Regions from separate parts of the Mus musculus genome. Here region 2 is linked to region 1. The links are chromatin contacts, called in public Hi-C maps. All regions are on one chromosome and are shown on one strand. The core of a region is the stretch at or near the end of the contact, and the rest is flanking DNA. Distances in the headings are between cores, read along the strand shown. Region 1 overlaps Anks1b (ankyrin repeat and sterile alpha motif domain containing 1B). Region 2 overlaps Anks1b (ankyrin repeat and sterile alpha motif domain containing 1B).

Region 1 (2,843 bases), core at 255-2,754:
TAGGTTTCTATCATTTCTTGCTCTGCAGTCCTAAAGGAAGAAGTAGCATAGATTCATTCAGAAAAAGTCCAGAGAACCACTGTAATCATGGTTGTAGACAAGCAGTTTCTGTAGCAACCCCCTCCATCACTGGAAAGTTACAAGACCAGCACTGCTGTGGCCTGAGCAAATACAAGAGGCCTCTATGAAAGCATGGTGGGATATTTGCTTGAGGCCCAGGGTGGTTCTGTGGGGTGACAGGGCAAGCACTGAGTAATGTGGTGAGACCACGGGCTCAGGCACAGGGTAGCAGGACATCCTGTATGAACCATGGCCTTAGGCATGTGGTAGTAGGGCATCATGTATAAACCATGGGCTTAAGCAGGACATCACGTACTTAGAGCTACGCAAAACTGAAGATGATGAAAAAGAAAAACGTATAACAATTTGTGATTCTGGGTAAATTTTGAGTGGTAATTTTAGCGTTTGAAATGCCATTCCTCAACTAAAATGTTTTTTTAGGTATTGTCATCTACCTTACACACTCTGAGTGTCTGTCCCATGTACTGTATTTTCCTTGACCCTCATTCATAGCTTTTTGAAGTAGATATTCTTAACTCTATGAACTCAAAGAAGACATTCCCATCACAAACCAAAGCCTGGTATCATATTTTTGTTTCCCATGTAGATTTATTATTGTTGTTGTTATTATTATTATTATTATTATTATTATACTCTAAGCACCCCGACTACTTTTTTACCCCTACACCACTTACCCTTCAAAATGACATCATCTGTTCTCAGTGTTCTGCTTAGCTTAACCTCTCAGTCAACTACTGTATATATAGAATTCTCCATTACTTTTTATAAGTCTTCCTCTTTCTGCCTATTTCAGTTTTCTAACCAAAGCAATTTCCACTTGCCAATGTACCTTCCCCAAACTCCCTCCTATCCTGAGGGCTTCTCACCTGGCATTCTCCCCTCCCCCTCACCACACTTCCCCAAGGTGCTTCCCCTCCCTCTGAAGCCTCCAGAGAGGCCCACATTTCACCTCCTCCTCCTCCCAGCCCCAACACGAGTTGCAGTTCAGCATCTTTGCTTCCCACCAACATTTTCTGTTGCTATGGAAACGGAGCGGCAGTGTTGGAAGGAGGGGGAGTCTTGGAGTGCAGTCACTGCTGGTCTGGGTGTAGGAGGAGATGGTAGGCAGCTGGGGTAGGGGGAGAAGAAGGAGAGAAGAACCTAGAAAACTCAAGAACAGACACCAACAGATAATGCTGGGGAAAAGGGATCTCTCTCTTTCTCTCCCTCCCCCCCGCCCCGTTTCTCTCTCTGTCTGTCTCTGTCTGTCTCTGTGTGTGTGTGTGTGTGTGTGTGTGTGTGAGTGAGTGTGTGTGTGTGTGTGTGTGTGTGTGTGTGTGTGTATATGGTATGAGTGCATGCACATCTTTCCTTCTTTCTCTCTGTCTCTCTGCCTCTCAATTCAAGAGAGATGGGGAGAGCAGCCCAGAGCAGCTGCAACTCTCCGGTGGCTGAACAGAAGGAGGCTGAGTGGGCGGCCCCTGTGGTGATGGAGCCTGGTTCCCAGGCTGCTCATAATCTGTCCTTAATTCGCCACTGAGGAAGTTAACTTTATGTAGCTAAGAAAAAGGAAGGACTCAGGGGAGCCATCATCACAGAAAATAAATATGTTCCCATTACAAATGAAGTAACAGGATAATTTACAGTCTCCAAAGATGAGAAGACTGTGAGACATGGCCTGTTTCTAATAAAAAGTTTAAGCTAAAGACTACGGTAAAAAAAAAAAGGGGGGGGGGGGGACTAGGCAGGGCAGAAGAGTTTGTTTAGCTTAACAAACTAGGAGCTGCAGACTGTCACTTAATAGCGAAGAGAAAGACTTGAGTGTCTGCTATTGCAGGTAGTGTGGAGCCAGAGGGAGGACATGGCTAAAAGCTAGTACCAAATTGTTACATTGTTACCACTTGTGACTGTAACAACTGGTAATAGTCACAACTGGCAGGGAAAAAAAAATTTACCTCAGCAAGAAGACAAAAAGCTCAACCTTAGGGACCCATGAAGTCCCACACAATATCCCCAATCATTCCAAACAGGAGTTTGTTGACCACTTATTATGTGTTAGAGATGGCGCTACCCCAGATGGTTGAAAGCACGCTATGAAAGCAAGGATGATGAGCGGTGAATGGTCATTGCTATTGCATAGGAAGAGACAAATCATCACTAACAACAGAATTAAGCATTGTCAGCACAGGTGTACCTCAAATGCAGGAAGGGGTACTCCAAAGGTCTGGCTTTACAAACTGCAGCAATAAAGTCTCTGGCCAGTCACTTAAGTGTGCGTTGAAAGTGTTCCAACAGACATGAAGACCATGGTAGATCATTCAGAAGACGCGCCTATTAAGGCAGGCTCTATGTGTGACGGGAATGGGTGGGGCTCGGGAAGTAAAGTTAGAAAGATAATTTTGGACTAGCACCTCAAGTGCTCTCTTAGAAGGTTTGGCTAATTCTATAAAAAACGCTGGGAGTAGCAGAACAGCGGGAGAAGATCTTTCACACTAATATTCTGGCGTTGGGGGATGGGTGGGAGTGGAGGACTGTGAGCAAGAGAGGCCTTTGGTAATGGAGAGCCTTGCCAGCTGTGGGGACAGACAAGAGGAGGAAATCAAAAATCAGAGATAGATAAAACATGGTGATATTTGTCTGTGAGAGTAAGACAAAGGGAAGTATCAAGGATGGGTAAGACTTAACAGCCTAAGCAAGGAAAAATTCCTTTTTACAGAAATATTCATGTTGCCGACTAATCTGGAGTCACATGCTACTTCTTTAAGAGCTACAGAGGGGGAAGA
Region 2 (3,297 bases), core at 172-2,671, 76 kb after region 1:
AAAGGTTCTACTACCAAGCTTGACAACAGCCTGAGCTTGATCCATGAGTCCTACATGGTGGAAGGAAAAAACATTCCACAAAATTGAACTCTGACCTCCACATGCATACTTGGCATCCATGCATAACACACACACACACACACACACACACACACACACACCACACATACACACACACACACCACACACACCACACACCACACACAATAAATAAATGTAAATAAACTTAACCACCAAGCAAGTCTCCCCCCCCCCTCCCTTCCAGGGCATGCTCAGGTTCATTCCTAAAGGATGCTTGGAGCTACAGGTGGACTGCACTACAAGCCCTGCTCAGGTTCCCTCACATCCACAGATGAAACACACACACACATTAGCATAGTTTTGATATGCTTTAGCTCAATGGCCAGGCTCTTCTAAGTCTTCCTCAACTATCATGCCCTTCTTTTCACTCCCAGCTCAGCACCCTAAAACTGCCCTCAACTGTAGTTGCTCAGTTACCTTTAGTCCTAAATTTAGCTCTCTAAATCTGCCCTCGTGCTACCATCCCATGCCCAGTCAGGGAAGAAGCCAATAGCCACTTTGCCTGAGATCTCACATGGCTGATGGCTCTTTCTCCCTCCGAAGTGTGGCAAAATATCTCTCTCTCTCTCCTCCCTTACCTGCAGGAAAACTGGAAGTCCCGCCTATTCCTCTTAGCTCATTGGCCACTAGCATCTTTATTGATTGATCAAGAACCAATTGAAAAACAGGACCTTCAGTGTGCACCTGCAGATTCCTGATCAAAACATCAGAACCACCCCCTACAGACACTGACTACCCTTAACACTGAGTTCTTATTCTTCCTGCTTTCCGTTCATGTTTCTCTTGTTTCCTAAATCCTTCGTCTCTGTATATTCTGCCTGCTCAGAGCTAACTCCCTCCCCACCCAGGTGCAGCCAGGATTCTGTGCTTTTTTCCATGAGATCCCTCATGACCTATATGCCAGATCTCCCTGCCCTCTCCTCCACTTCGTTTTTTCTCACTAGCTCTGCAACATCCTTCCTTAAAACTTTCCCCACATCTCTTCCTGTCAGGACCATCTTTGCTTTGCCTCCTCAGTATGGTCCTTATCTCTCCCACATCCAGTGGAAGTGGTTCATGCTTAGCTCACACCTCTTCACACCCTTCGGCATCCCCGTGCAGTCTCACTCACACAGGCCACCAGCTCTCCATGATAAAATCTATGGCACTCCTGTGTGCGGTGAGTATTGCATTAAGCTCTCCTTGCGTTGTCTCTGTGGCTATACATGACAATTCTCAGCCATTCTTTTCATCTCTCACCTTAATAATCAGATGGTGGGCACTTGGCAAGGATGAGAAGTTTACTCAAGGTCACATTGTTAGTAACTGTGGCAGCCAAGACTCCCATCTGTACTGCTCATGATGCCAAGGTCATGTGACTCCCTGGAATTCTTCCCCAAATTTCAGGTGCTGGTCTACAGTATGTATGTTTCTTGTGCCACAGAATTATCCATATCATTCTGCTGTATGGTGGTTTTTTCCCGTGGCTATTAAAGCTACCACAAAGCCAAATGTCTAAATTAGAAACTTGAGACATTCTCCTACAGATTCCCATTCTCATCTCTATATAACTATGGCAACTGGATGATGGTGGGTTTGACAGAAAGATGCCCACAGATGCAGTTAAGGGAAAGAGAAAATTTTTTTGATGTCAATAAATGTGAACACTTATGAATACACAGAGCAAAAGGCAGTGCAGCATGCTGCCAAATGCAGGTACTAATTCCGTATGAATGTTCCTATGACTACCTTATTTCCACTTATACTTATATGCAAATAAAAGCTATGCTACCAAAAACAAAGAGCTTCAAAATACAACAGTTTGGAGAACACAACATTGGTCTCTAGCACATAACAGTTCTGAAATGAACAGTCTGGGTTTATAAATTGGCTCTTTATTCTGCAATTCTAGAAGGAATCAAGACCTTCGCTCTGTCCCTCTGCCATCCTCTAAATCATGTCTACTCTAGGTGACCCAGGGACTGGCAGTGTTAGCATCACCATAGTGCTTGTGGGAAGTTCAGTACCTCAGAGAGTCCCTCCAACCCAACTCAAGGAGACTCACAAGTCAGCAGGCTGCCATGAGATTCCAACACAGTGAGGACTCCGATGCACTGTTTTTCCCATGTGGTCAGCACTATCCTGTGGGCATTGACATTCCAGAACATGGAAAGATTTTAAAAAGGACTAAAACCTCCAGAGCAAAGAGGGTTACGTGACAAATTTTCATTAGGCTCCTGTTAGGTATAAACCTATCTCATAATATCAGCCCCCAAAAGCTGATGTGTCTTGTGGTCTAATTGAGCAATCGTAAGCCCACCCTTTAGATAGAGGAACATCTGTCTCTAATTGTGTGACACTTCCTGACAGCAGCATCTACCTGATCCATTATTGGTGTTAGGATGTTCCTTATCCCTTGATCTATTTTCCATGCTAGTATCATAGTTCCATTTTAGTAACTTGCTGCAAACTGCTTTTATATTCCTTTAACCACAAATATGATATATACCATCCTTCATTTCCCTTTGTCTGTTATTAGTTGGTTAGTTGATTTTTCTGGGGGTTGTTGTTGTTGTTGCTTAGGGGAGCATTCTGGGGTTGGTGTTGTTTTTTGAGATAGTGTTCCATGTAGACCATTCTGACCTCTAATGTACTATGTGCTGAGGCCAGCCTTGATCCTCCTGCCTCTATCTCCCAGTTCCTGAGATTGCAGATAGCCCACCACTATTCGTAGTTTGTTATCAGTTTTTATTACCTTCCATCTTCTCCTCTGTCCCTTGTCTATGCTGACCAAGCTCCTGAGAAGCAGATAAGAAGAGAGACTAGATACAAGGTCATCCTGTGCAATCTCACTCATACCTGACTTCAGCCTTTACTTGTCATAACGTGACTACAATTGTTTAAATGGCCCTATGAGGAAAGAACTGTGCTAAATTCCACTCATATCATTTCCCTGAATGCCTGACCGTGTTCAAGGATATGCTTGTATCGCTCATGTTACTGCAAATATATATAAATACATTAATAGGTACCAGACCTGAGAATTTCAAACAAAGAGAGATTGAAAAGGAAAAAAGGGCTATAGAGGCCATTTAAACCCTTAAGTCATCTGCTTCACTGGTTTTAAACATTTCTTTTCAAAGTCAGTAAGGCATTTCTTCCTTTTCATACCTACACAAAACATTTAAAATGTGAGTTGCTGGCTGAAGTGGAGCAGGCAACCTTAGAGCCAAGAAT

What was found. A called contact is a pair of places that touch in the nucleus more often than the background predicts.
Region 2: a contact with region 1 is called in a Hi-C map of cerebellar granule neurons, with 1.9 times the contacts expected there. The contact joins two enhancer-like sites. A contact is called at or near these places in 1 of 39 promoter capture datasets (hippocampal neurons) and 11 of 484 Hi-C or Micro-C datasets (brain, cerebellar granule neurons, cerebral cortex and 4 more).

What each region holds. Positions count from the first base shown.
Region 1 is chr10:90,595,252-90,598,094 of GRCm38.p6, forward strand. All of the region lies in intron 15 of Anks1b (ankyrin repeat and sterile alpha motif domain containing 1B), which reads left to right. Among named protein-coding and RNA genes, the nearest start is that of Apaf1, 490 kb to the right of the region's middle. Within about 2 kb of position 1,505, at least 50 of the 459 cell types and tissues checked have an H3K27ac peak or open chromatin away from gene starts, as enhancers often do. A contact at or near this core is called in cerebellar granule neurons, where this site is marked.
Region 2 is chr10:90,670,935-90,674,231 of GRCm38.p6, forward strand. All of the region lies in intron 16 of Anks1b (ankyrin repeat and sterile alpha motif domain containing 1B), which reads left to right. Among named protein-coding and RNA genes, the nearest start is that of Apaf1, 410 kb to the right of the region's middle. Within about 2 kb of position 1,422, at least 3 of the 459 cell types and tissues checked have an H3K27ac peak or open chromatin away from gene starts, as enhancers often do. A contact at or near this core is called in cerebellar granule neurons, where this site is marked.